Linked DNA regions of Xenopus tropicalis: region 1 is linked to region 2. A link is a contact called in public Hi-C data. All regions are on one chromosome and are shown on one strand. The core of a region is the stretch at or near the end of the contact, and the rest is flanking DNA. Distances in the headings are between cores, read along the strand shown.

Region 1 (6,742 bases), core at 2,016-4,515, 270 kb after region 2:
CCCTGATGGGTAATTAGGGAGAATACATTATGTTATCTTTAGATTTTGTTGTATGCAGCTCGAGACCATAGAACTAACGCTCTTCAGTGAGGAGTTGGCAAGAGCTTACAGTCATGCTGATACTTTCTTCTATAAGGCTTAATGGCTTAAGGCTTAATAATACTGAACTTATCTCTAACATTTGTGTGGGTGAGCATTTGGGGAACAGTGATCACAACATGGTCTCCTTTGAGATAATGCTGCAGAGACAGCTCTATAAGGGAGTAACTAAAACGCTCAACTTTAGACGTGCAGACTTTGCCAGTTTAAGGGCATCTCTGCAATGTGTCAACTGGGAAAGGCTTTTCATGGGGTTAGACACAGAAGGAAAATGGAACATCTTTAAAACATTGCTTTGCAGGTATACACAACAGTATATTCCCCTTGTAAGCAAGGAGAGGCATCGCAAAGCAAAACCCTTATGGCTGAATAAAAGAGTTAAGGTCGAGGTTGGTAATAAAAAACGTGCTTTTAAAGCATTCAAGTTAGCTGGGACAGCGGAAACTTTCATCAGGTACAAGGAAGCAAATAAAGCATGCAAAAAAGCTATCAGGCAAGCTAAAATAGAGATGGAAAGGGATATTGCAGCTAGGAGTAAAAAGAATCCAAAATTATTTTTTAATTATGTGAATAGTAAAAAAATGAAGCAAGAAGGGGTGGGAACTTTATTATCACGGGGAGGTACGTTGGTTGATGAGAACGGGGAAAAAGCTGAAATTTTGAACTCTTATTTTTCATCTGTCTATACATCTGAGGAGCCAGATAATGAAGGCTTCCCTTTTAATATACCCAGTGCTAGTAATTTAGCTACTGGCGCATGGGTCACTCAGGAGGAAATTCAAAAGAGACTTGAACATGTAAAGGTAAACAAAGGTCCAGGACCGGATGGGATTCATCCCAGGGTATTAAATGAGCTGAGCGCTGTGATTGCCAAGCCTCTTCACATAATTTTTCAGGATTCGTTGAGGTTTGGCATGGTGCCGAGAGACTGGCGGATTGCTAATGTGGTGCCGTTATTTAAAAAGGGATCTCGTTCTCAGCCTGAAAACTATAGGCCTGTTAGTCTGACATCAGTAGTAGGAAAGCTTCTGGAAGGGGTAATAAGGGATAGGATAGTTGAATACATTGCAGTTCACAATACTATTAGTTTGTGCCAGCATGGTTTTATGCGTAACAGATCTTGCCAGACTAATTTAGTTGCCTTTTATGAGGAGGTGAGCAGGAACCTTGATGCTGGAATGGCAGTTGATGTCATCTACTTAGATTTTGCTAAAGCGTTTGATACAGTACCGCACAGAAGGTTAATGATCAAATTGAGGAATATTGGCCTAGAACATAATATTTGTAATTGGATAGAAAACTGGCTGAAGGATAGAGTACAAAGAGTGGTGGTAAATGGAACATTTTCTAATTGGGCCAGTGTGGTTAGTGGAGTACCGCAGGGGTCAGTCCTTGGTCCTTTGCTTTTTAACTTGTTTATTAATGACCTGGAGGTGGGCATAGAGAGTACTGTTTCTGTTTTTGCTGATGACACTAAATTGTGCAAAACTATAAGTTCCATGCAGGATGCTGCCGCTTTGCAGAGCGATTTGACAAAATTGGAAAACTGGGCAGCAAACTGGAAAATGAGGTTCAATGTTGACAAGTGCAAAGTTATGCACTTTGGTAGGAATAATATAAACGCAAACTATCTACTGAATGGTAGTGTGTTGGGGGCATCCTTAATGGAGAAGGATCTAGGGGTTTTTGTAGATCACAAGTTGTCTAATTCCAGGCAGTGTCATTCTGTGGCTACTACAGCAAATAAAGTGCTGTCTTGTATAAAAAAGGGCATTGACTCAAGGGATGAGAACATATTTTTGCCGCTTTATAGGTCCCTGGTAAGGCCTCACCTTGAGTATGCAGTGCAGTTTTGGGCTCCAGTCCTTAAGAAGGATATTAATGAGCTGGAGAGAGTGCAGAGACGTGCAACTAAACTGGTAAAGGGGATGGAAGATTTAAGCTATGAGGTTAGACTGTCGAGGTTGGGGTTGTTTTCTCTGGAAAAGAGGCGCTTGCGAGGGGACATGATTACTCTGTACAAGTACATTAGAGGGGATTATAGGCAGTTGGGGGATGTTCTTTTTTCCCATAAAAACAATCAGCGCACCAGAGGTCACCCCTATAGATTAGAGGAACAGAACTTCCATTAGAAGCAGCGTAGGTGGTTTTTCACGGTGAGGGCAGTGAGGCTGTGGAATGCCCTTCCTAGTGATGTGGTAATGGCAGACTCTGTTAATGCCTTTAAGAGGGGCCTGGATGAGTTTTTGAACAAGCAGAATATCCAAGGCTATTGTGATACTAATATCTACAGTTAGTATTACTGGTTGTATATATATAGTTTATGTATGTGAGTGTATAGATTGGTTAGTATAGGTTGTGTGCTGGGTTTACTCGGATGGGTTGAACTTGATGGACAATGGTCTTTTTTCAACCCTATGTAACTATGTAACTATGTAACTAAATTGCTGTGCCATTTGCTTGTAAAGAAAATGTTCTGTATTTATAATTTGGGTTTACTGTTTCTACTGCTCTGCTATTCACCATGGAAATGTGTATTTTTGCATGCTTTATTCTTTTGAACAGGAGATCATGTAGTGTGCCTTATCAGAGCAACCAATGAAATCTCATTTTTAGACTCCTGTAAATCAGTAGACTCTTGTGGCACAATTGTCATGTTTAATGGCAGCATTACTTGCTTAATTTTACCAAGTGATTACCTGTAAATGCAGCACCTCACAGACAGAATTAACCTTATTATAGGAAAACAATTGAACAACATTGATTCACACAATGCTAATTTAAATGTATGTATGCTATGGCCTTGATTTAAACATGATTCTCTAAGCCAAATAAACTACTACTATCTGTTTTTCCTAACTGTTTAGAGATCTGTGTATATGAAACAATGAATACTTTGCCTTGTTAACCTCAAACCATTTAACAGCACAACAGTGCCAAAAACTGATCTTGCCCATTAAACGTCACTCACTGGCTGTTTCCCTAATAAACAAGGGTGTTTTTGCTAGCTACGTGTAGATAATAATCATTTTATCTGCATTTCAACTTAATTAGGGCTTAATTAGGACTCATATGCAAAGTGGACTGCCACAACAGTATGTGCCTTGTTGTAGGGTCCTGAAATCAGGCTTCAGATCCAATAAACTAATCTTTCTTCTAACTGACTTACCCTCCCCATTTCCACACCTTCAGTCACACTGGATTACAAAGCCTGCTTTTGAGGAAGTTAGAGAGGGCGTTTACAAGATAGAGAGATCGTTTACATCATAAAGACTCAGCTTCTGTCGAAAACACTACACATCTTCAGTGATTATAATTGCAAGCCTGTTTACTGTGTAGCTTTTGTAAATACTAGCTTCCTTGCCAACTAATTACATTTTATTAAACGTGTAGCTGTCTAATAAAATGGCACTGATACAACAAATCTGCACAGAAATTCATTTTTAACTAAAGTCTGGAGCCTGAAATAAGCTTTCTATAACCTATATTCTTGTTGAGCCCCCTATTTTTTTCAGTGACAGAGAAGTGATTACATTTAGAGAAAATAAGACCCAGACAAGAAGGCGAGGATCAAATCCTGTCTTTACTTAGAGAAGGTTAAAAAAAAAGCTGTTTTACCCTTGGTACCAAGACAGTGTAATGTAGAGCATTCAGAACTGAGCTTAAGGCTACACAGGGCTGCAGATTTTTAACTAAATATTAACAAAATAAAGGTCCCATAAAATCCACACCTCCATTCTGATTTTCATTTTTTTATTTCCATTTCTTTGTTAGTCCCCACAAAGTGGCTGTTCAGGTATAATAGGAATAATGTGTTAATGTTATATATGTTTAATGTATTTAGTTATATATATTACACAATGTAACAGTCATAAATATCTGCAAGCTTTTTAATAAACTTATAACTTTGAGTTATAGCGATATAGAGATAGAATACAAAAATGATATATGATAAAGGCTACGTTAAAAATATAATTGTTATTTCTGTTATTATCATAAAATATAGGCACTATGCCAACTACATTCAGTTAAAAATTGAATGCTTTTTATTATACATTTGATCAGTAAATTCTACACCTACACTGCAACCCACGGTCAACAGTTATTCAAGTGTAGTATTATAGAAAAGCACCCACCCTAGAATAATTAGCACAACAATACACTTAAAAAAGAGCATATGTCAGCCCCGTGGTGCAGAGGGCAGATCTTATTACACAAAGAGAAGGCTTTTATACAAACCAGAACAGGCATTTCCATGATACTCATATAGGTTTTTCCCCCTTTTTCCTTTTTCTTGAATAATGATTCCTTTCTAACTTGCTTCTTGTAGCTTTTTATTTTAAAGACAAGAGGCTTGCATTGCCTTCAAAGCTTTCTATAAAATTTTATTCTAATATATTTACTATGTTAAAACGTTTATACAAGCTAATTTAAAATGGTCATCTTTTTAGCAGCTAAAAGCTGCTAAATTAAAGTTGGTGTTGGAAAAAAGCAGGGCAATACAAATCAATATGTAGACAAAAATGTTTAACTCTTATTATAATGTGATGATATTTTAAAAACTTTATTAACTATAGAATTTAGATTTTGGAAGTGTATTATCATTGGGTCGGTGCATATTTTAGAACAAACCTTTTAGTTCTGAACTAACTAAAGACTAAGGCAATTATTTTCCATATAGAGTATACAAAGTGCAGGTTTCAAACACAATTCACAATGTTTCTTTTACTCACAATGAAAATAACTGTGACCACACAAGAAGTTGCACCAGCCAAAATGGCATGCAATGCATCTAAACAAACTCAAGTTGCACTGTATGTGTGGTCACGAATATGGTGCATATTACGGCTAACATGCGGCTGTTGCATCACTTCTAGAGCATGTGTTAAAAACAGTGTTACCTTCCAATTTGCTGGATTTAAGTCTGGTACACCTATTGATACAACCCATGTGGGAACCCTGAAACTACCAACACACTCAGAGTGGTAGCTCCACGGTTCCCTAATATCAATACCTGTAGGCTGAGTAATATCACAGAGAGTAAGTGAGAAGCAGAGGTAATTTGACATTTTACTGCCAATAGACTAGTAACAATAGTGCAAGCTAGAACACTAAATATATTCTGCAGAATGCTTTACCATACCTTAGTAAACAGTCATGGAAGCTCCCTCTATTTGTTTAAGATACAGCTGCCATTTTAGCTTGGTCTGGCTTCCCTGCCCGCACACTTCTCCTGGAACAGCTCTAAATTTAGATTACACAGCAGAGATGGGAGGGGAAGCAGAAGAAGGGAGGGGTAGAGAGGAGCAAACTGAGCAGACTCATGCCATGCCCTGAAGGATTTTTCTGAGTGCAGGAAGTCTGAAGTCTGAAACAGAAGATCATGAATACAGAATAGCAGGAAAGAAATGTGGCGTTTCTTTTTACTGAGGACAGCAGTTCTGTAAATGCTTATGGCTGCATTTACATAGATCTTTCTGAAGCTTACTTAGTTTTCACCTTTCCTTCTACTTTAAGCCTTCTCAATAAGCTTCCAGTAAGGATAAGGGGTAATGTTGTTAGTTGGCCTCCTCTAATCAGAGTTTGGATGAGGCTGCATATAGCCCCTACTCCCACCTCTCCTTGCCTGAGCAAACTGGTTTGTTTTAAGGTGGCCATAGATGGAAGGATCATTTGGTGAAGTCATTTTGAGGTGGGCAATATCGGATTGACCTGATTGTTTGGCCCTAAGGCCTAACAAATGGATCACATTGACAGGATACAGCCCATCAGGAAAAGGACCACATCAGCAAGGTGATGTGCTTCTCATCCCAATGGGATTTCTAAACCTGCCAAATCAACATCTGGTTGATTTTCGGAAAAATATTGGTCTGGTAGGCCCATCTGTGGGCCCCATCCATGGACCAATAAGCTGTCGACTCATTACATAAGCTGTGTATAGCCACTTGCTTATTCCTTGTATGACCCATCCTCTTAGTTTCTTACTTGTCTCCCTCCTCTGTTAGTGAAACTGCACTTTAACTGCTACACCTCCAGAGCAATTTCAGCATTGCACTCTCTGCAGCTTCAGAAGCTAAACTGTCTGTGTCGATAGCCTGTATCTATTCTCCTGCAGAAGTATCAGTTCTGTCTTTAGATACAAGTGTAACAAGGAGCAGGTATTTGTAAATTATCTGCTTTCTGGCAAAACCTCTTTTATGAATAAGTTTTGGGACATTGTATCAATTAGGCAGTGTATTTTAGCAGTATATTAGGAAACTGCTTACTTTCACGTAAACTTAATAATAACAGGCCATTCTCTCTCTCTCTGTCTCTCTTAATATTGCCTTTTAACATTGCTGACTTTGAGCCACCATTTTGTGATGCTCTGTGTGCTCCCGCAGAGATCACCTGACAGGAAATATTACAGCTCTAACTGTAAAGGAAGAAGTGTGGGAGTAATGTGCTTTCTTTGGATGTGTAACCTAGCATGTATGTGTGCCTCTGTGTGACCACAGTGAATTGTACGAACCAGTGGGTGTCCCTAAGTACTTGAAATGGCAATTTTCTATTTAGGATTGTGCAATGGCACATACCATTAGAAAAGTGCATTTTTATGAAAATGGTTTATTTAGATGAAGCAGTATTTTACATATGGGTTTTT
Region 2 (6,831 bases), core at 3,561-6,060:
ATCCCCACATTACACCCTCAAATTTCAAATGGAACACTGTAAACACAATATGGTTTGAAAATGAATATTTATATTATTATTTATAACAAACGGCCTCTGCTGGACTGCATTATACAATTCACATTTCACCCAGACATAAAAAGCTGTATGATAAAAATGTTGCAAATTAACCATAAATTCTTTTGTTTTGTGTTACTTTCACTTTCCATTTAGCACTTCCTAGATGTCACTGCACTCCTCCCCCTCCCTCCTCGAGGTTTATAATTGTGTATCCTGTCCATGGGCATCATTATCCACCCATTCTGGGGCGTACAAAAGATTTTGGGATGATGCAAATTTTTCCTTAATAAAAGTGCCCACAAAATGGCACCTCTCTGCTTGCTGTGATTGTGACTTCCAAGACTGGATGAAACAAGGTTTATATAATTTATATAGTGTAAGTAAAGTTCAATGTCTTACTTGGAAAATCGGAATTATTTCAAGGGTGAAAGACCCCCTTTAAATCCAATAAAGGGAAATATATAATTTTCTTCAGGACTACAGGTCTAGTAAAATAAATTAAGACTGCATTATGCAGCATGTAGATGATTTGTCTCTGTAACTGTTGCATGAGACATTTATATAAACAATAAAGAAAAATGTACAGCCTTAAGTTCCACTTAGGTACTCTGCTATGCTGCCAGGTCAAAGATGTCTAATCAATCAAATCAATCAAAATTGAGAGATGTGAGCTTTTGTAATTTTCTCTCTGTACATGTGTGTACGATATATAAAAGCACCACTGAATATGTTCTAGCTTGCATAAGTAGCATGCAAGTTCTCCAGTAGGTGTTTTACCATAATAAATCCATTACAAAAGCTTAAAACTAATTAAGTATCATTGTTTTACTGCCTAAAATGACTCTACAATAGAGCAAATTGTTTAGGCATTTATCAAAACATAAAGTGATTGGGAGAATGATCTCACACTTTGATCAATGGCATGTAATGTCCTTATTATTGCCCAATTTGCATTCACATCCATTGACTTTTACTGATTACTAGGAAGTCTCTGGGTTTTGGGATTCTGACAGGCCAATTGATCATAAATCAACCCACCTCTAATTGCGAGAGGACTGGCAGGGAAAGTTATCTACAGTTTGCCTGCACAGTCTAATAAAAATAAAGCACAGATACTGAATTGCCTCTTTTCCAAAAAAAATTAAAAAAAATTCAGAATGAGTACTTTCGGTTTTCGTTGGAGATTTGAATTGACATAATAGTGAGAGTGTTAAAAGGTCTTGTTGTACATGTTGTTCATAAAAGAATTTAATAATGTTCTTGGGCACGTAGTATGTAGCTATATCGATGTTTGACTTTGTTAGTCAATATAGACTATACTTTCATTCTTTCAGTCTTTAAATATGACAGGTTGTCTGTGGCACAGCAGGAACATGATGCTTGAGGGGTTAAGTGTTACTTTCCTCCTGGCTCCTACATGGTCCTCTGTACAGACAAACAAGGATGATGTGTAGGGTAAATCCGTCACCATAGCTGATGACATGATGGATTGTCTTTGTCACTGTCACCAGAATAAAATCACTCTGTTGCTGATAAGTGGACTTGTTTCCTTACTCACTAAGAATGATTGTTTTGTTTTATTTTTTTCTCATTCATTTTCTTTCATTTCATTTCTTTTTCTTTCTGCTTTGCTTTTGTTTAGAAGTTTATACACACAATCATTTCCAATACAAACACTCTAGAAATGTAAAATGTTTGCATGTACATAAAGGCATAATTCTCTATTAGTATACAGTAAAGTGCTTCTACCACATCAATAAAAGCAATTACAATAAACTAATGATAATGTTAATATACACAAGAACAATTTAGAATTGGAAAAAATAGGTAGCCTGGTATGTATAAAAAGTTTTGTTGTTTGAATGAGCTATTCTCTCATTTACCTATTAAAATGTTGACTCTAGGCCAGGGTTATTCTTCCTCTTGTTTTTACAATTATAACTTTCCTACATTTCCTCCACTCAGGCTGAAATTTGGTGAAAGGTGTAAAGATAGTTATTGCAGTAATGTTTTAGTGCAAATCTTACTGCATAAATTATTTTTGTTTTGGTGCTTTTATTGCATATTAACAATGTTATTGCGTTTTCAGTACTTTATTATTGGTGATTACTTGTTTGAGCCCAAAAAATATGTACTGCACATCAAGACTAGTTGACTGGAGATTTTGAATACCGATCTCACTGTTCAATATTTGTTATTTTATTTTATTTTCTTTCTTGTATTTTAGTGATTTTACTGCATTTTGCATTGTTTTGCCATAAATATGCATATTTATGCATATTCTGTATCAATTAGTTTAAAAATGACAAAAACTTTTGTCATTTGTAAAAATTTTGGCAATGGATTGACATTTATTACACCGGAGTAGAAAAACATTATACCCATTTTTAAGTTATCAATTTGTTTTAATAAATATGATTTTGCTAGGGTCCAAATTACCCTAGCAACCAGTCTTTCATCTGAATAAGAGAAAAGGAGATGGCCCGATTAGAAAGGTAATAAAAAGCAACAATAACAATAAGATTGTAACCTCACAGAGCAATAGTGTTTTTTGGCTTTCGGTGTCCATGACCCCATTTTAAAGCTGGAAAGAGGCAGGCAAGAGAAAGGCAAATAATTCAACAACTATAAAAACAAAAAAAATACAATTAACCATTCTATAATATACTAAAAGTTAGCATAAAGGTGAGTCACCGCTTTAATGAACTGGAGCAAAGTAGTGTTTACATTTTGTCTGTGAGACTCAAATTATGCAGTACAGCATTTCCTTTCTTGGAAGCTGTGACTTTAACTACAGTAGGCTGGGCTGTCAGTAAGTATGGTGTAAGTCATCAGCAAACAGGCTCATTACAGTTGTCTGCATACAAAGTAACTAGGAACCCAAAGAGTCATCTGCCAATAAAGCACATGAACCCTTAATGTGTTGTGCAAATCTATAGGTATCAAATGACCAATCTGATTTATTTTTCAGTGTTCACCTGTGAATATGTCAGATTACAATCATTAGCATGCTTTGCTCCTTTGGGGGTAATTTGCCACCATTTTGATGACTTCCCTCACTGTTTAATCACTAATGAAAATTGAATTGTAGGCTTAATTGTTCAGGTTTCAAAGGACCCACATATGCAAATAGAAGGTCAATAACATGTTGTTGTCTTTACTAAGAAAGAAATTACTTTGTTACTACAGTGTTAATATGTTTTTTAAAAAGCTGAATAATCAAAGTGGTGGTTTCAGCAACTGTGTCTTTGAAGATGGTGTTTACTTCATTATTACTTTTTACTGGTACTAAGTTGAAGTAAACAGCTCAGTTAACAAGTTTCCTTCCCATTTCTTTCTAAAGACTAGTAAAGCAAGGTTATTGCACGTTTTTGTCTGTCTGGCAAAGATAAATACACACAAGTATATTTTTCTTGTCCCTCTATATTAATGTATATAAGTAATGTATGCTGACTGTGCATTTCTATGTGATAAGATTTCTAGATTTGAAAATAACACAATAATAAAAGGGCTTATTTACATATACAAAATGACTCATTTGCATGTACAAAGTGCAAAAAAAGACTGCATTCAGCCATTTTCTTGCAATTTGCACACTGCGTAGTGCATTGTGCAAAAAGCTGTAGTTCTTTGTGCTTTGTTTTTTAGGAACCAACTAAAATGTGTTTTGTTTGGCTTCTTATTGCCCAGCCACACTGATAGAAGATCAATAATTAGGCAATTATGTATAAAAACAATAGTGAACATCAAATTATAGCATTTGATATATGATATGAAAAATGTGTTTTGAAAGGCTAACTTTAACAAGCCCAAGAAAGCCTAAAAGATAGACGAGATAGACAAATTTAGGATGAAATGATTGACATTTCATTCATTTTGAAAAGTCACTATGGGTTCATGGTTTATTGCTTAGTAGTCAAGTTCACCTGGTTACCATAATACTTGAATTATTACTATTAATTAGTCATGACTGAATTTGTCTCATTTTGTTCTACAAAAAAATTGAAAAATGGCAAAAGTACATTGAAGTCAATGGGCGTCATTTTCTTACCACACAACTGTTTTCACCCATTGAAGTGTATGGGCATGTTTTTGTGGCAAAACCTGGTGAACAAATAGCCCAGCAAAGCAGTAGGCATCTGCACTGAATATATGTGTGTATATACAGGTATATATATATATATATATATATATATATATAAATGCCAATTCACATATAGCAGTAATTACACACATAATAGAGTAATCTCCAGCAGTATTTTCTTAAACAAAATCAAAGGATTCTTATATTTGGCTGTTTGTGCAAAAACTGAAATTTTAGCCCATTGAATCAATTCTTTCAAATCTGTTTAATGCTGGCTAAACCTAAGCATGATATAAATAGGTAAACTCAGAAATTATTTTGAAAATAGTTGACAACATCAAAAAAACTGTCAAATCCCTTGCTTACCTGCTATGGTTTTGAAGTTTTAATCTGGCCTGTCATTATAAAAAAAACTGTGTGGTCTGTATTTTAATCCTTAAACTCACCAGTCTCTTTATTGCATGCAGTGTGGTCTTGAATTGCAAAATGTTTTAAACATCCATAATGAGCTCAGTGTCAAACTGTTGGTAGTTTTGTCTTTAACAATAAGCAGTTAGCACAACTAAACTGAAAGAAATTACTTTAGTGAGATACTAAAAACACTGCCTTTCAGCTCATAATGCCATTAAACAAATGCAGATCATGTATTGTGTCCCTCTTTTTTCTTATTTTTGTTTTTTACTTGTAGGAGGAGACCTGTTTAAAATCAAATCTACATAAAAAGGCCCAGACAAACAGACTGAAGTGTAAATGCCTGAAAATGCCTTCTATCAGTCTAATCTATCTTTGTATATACAGTACAAGTACAAACTACTTAACAATAAGGTTTTTACAAAGTGTTAGTTAGTCAGGATGCAATTCATTTTAGTGACTGATATGATATACTGATACTTATTATTTTATAATAGTAATTGCAGTTTGTAAAATCTAAAGGGCTCATTAACTAATGTTAAATCAATTGAATTGCAGGCACACAAGATTACTGATGCCACCAGTACCCCCTTATTGCACCCACACATACTGCACCAAATTTACCAATAGGGTACAAATTTAGTACCAGCATTAAACCATCAGGCTCAACATGTTTTGTGAGCAAATTTTATAGTGCAGCCAATTAATTATAAATGTATTACTAATTCATTATGTATATAACAAATACCTTAATTATTATGCAATCCTGATTACAATAGTAAAGATGGATTATATTATATTAATTTCATTTTTTTTTTTATCAAACATAGTTACAGAAAAAGTAGATTCTGTTGTTAAACTAACATGACATAAAGTAAAATGAATTTTTTAAGAAATGAGGAAAACGTTTTTCACGTGTAATTTAACCTGTTTTTATTTTCATTTCGAAAGAAATAAAGATCTGGCATATTTATATATTTATCTCTTTTCACTTTTTAAAAAAAAAAAAACATGATTCTTTTATGTTTGGAATGCTGTTCTTTTAAGAAGAAAAAGTTCAATTAGATTTTGTGATAATCTTTAAACACAATCCTGTGTTTTAAGACTATGGGACTAAAGTCTTGACCTATAGCTCTAAGTACAGGCCACTTTCATTCCTGTTGCTAACCTAGGATGGTGTAAAAAATTACAGTGAATGGTAATTCATCCTTTAGAAATCCCATGATCCTAGTGCTGCAGTTGCTGCCAAAGATCTGAATGCCTTTTCCTAAATCTCTGTAATCCAATAAGCTTTTGTGTTTAGCAGCTTGTTTTGAAACTTGTATAGCACCCCAGCCTGTGTCTCCGTATGTTCGTTTGCAGGCAGGTGAGTGCCTCGGGGCCTTATTATTATTCAAGCTAGGGGGTTTTCACAGCCCCGACCAGAATGTAATTTGTAATTAACTGTCATTTACTTCTATCTGCATTGAGTTGTTGTTCAAAAGACAATGAATCTGAGCTAGCCACTCGTTACTGTTTGTTGTAGGTGTAATGTCTCTTAGATCTCGCTGTTTCCATGCCCTTCAGGAAAGCCCTCTACCACAAAATTGAGGAATGGAATTTTTTTTTTTTTTGTTAAATAAATGCAAGGTGACAGACTCACAAATCACAGTTGCTGGGTTGTTTTACTGAATTGCCCAGTGCTGCTTAGCATTCCACTAATTAATGTCTACGTGTTTATGGCACAGCTGAAATAAATTACATAGACAAACACAGCTTCAGATAAAATTCTAATCAATGTAAACCATTTCCCTTTTGCTTGGGTTATTCAAATACCCTGAGAGAAAGTCAACAAGTTATTTATCAGCTGTTAACGCCTTAGTCCAAAAGGTGAACATTAGTATCAAATGAAATTTAAATAATTAAGAAAGGCTTGTTTTTAAACCCCCACCCAAATCACTTTTGACACATTCATTTTAACAGACATTGTTTTGTTTGATCAAAATAGGTATTTTCTTGTAAGTTAGCTTCTATGTGAGACTTGGTTAAACCAGTGACGCAATTTTATCCACGCCGGTCCCCATAAATATTTCTGGGTACCCCTTTTTTCACACATGTGACGTGCCATCACCCTGCTTCCTGCTGTGTGGATATGTCTGGTGGTACATGCAGGGTCAAATGTTCCTTGGGAGGCCTCTTTTCCCCCAGGCCCCTATAGTTGCAATGACAGGTCCCCTTACTGTTACTCCCCTGTAAACATTTATTTTATTATGTATTATGTATCTTTATTGTCATAG

Evidence for each region. A called contact is a pair of places that touch in the nucleus more often than the background predicts.
Region 1: a contact with region 2 is called in a Hi-C map of gastrula embryo, with 2.6 times the contacts expected there. The contact joins two enhancer-like sites. A contact is called at or near these places in 3 of 5 Hi-C or Micro-C datasets (gastrula embryo, neurula embryo and tailbud embryo).

Annotation. Positions count from the first base shown.
Region 1 is chr6:68,185,471-68,192,212 of UCB_Xtro_10.0, forward strand. No RefSeq gene overlaps it. Among named protein-coding and RNA genes, the nearest start is that of irx1, 11 kb to the right of the region's middle. Within about 2 kb of position 3,266, at least 3 of the 11 cell types and tissues checked have an H3K27ac peak or open chromatin away from gene starts, as enhancers often do. A contact at or near this core is called in gastrula embryo and neurula embryo, where this site is marked.
Region 2 is chr6:67,912,676-67,919,506 of UCB_Xtro_10.0, forward strand. No RefSeq gene overlaps it. Among named protein-coding and RNA genes, the nearest start is that of irx2, 150 kb to the left of the region's middle. Within about 2 kb of position 4,811, at least 4 of the 11 cell types and tissues checked have an H3K27ac peak or open chromatin away from gene starts, as enhancers often do. A contact at or near this core is called in gastrula embryo and neurula embryo, where this site is marked.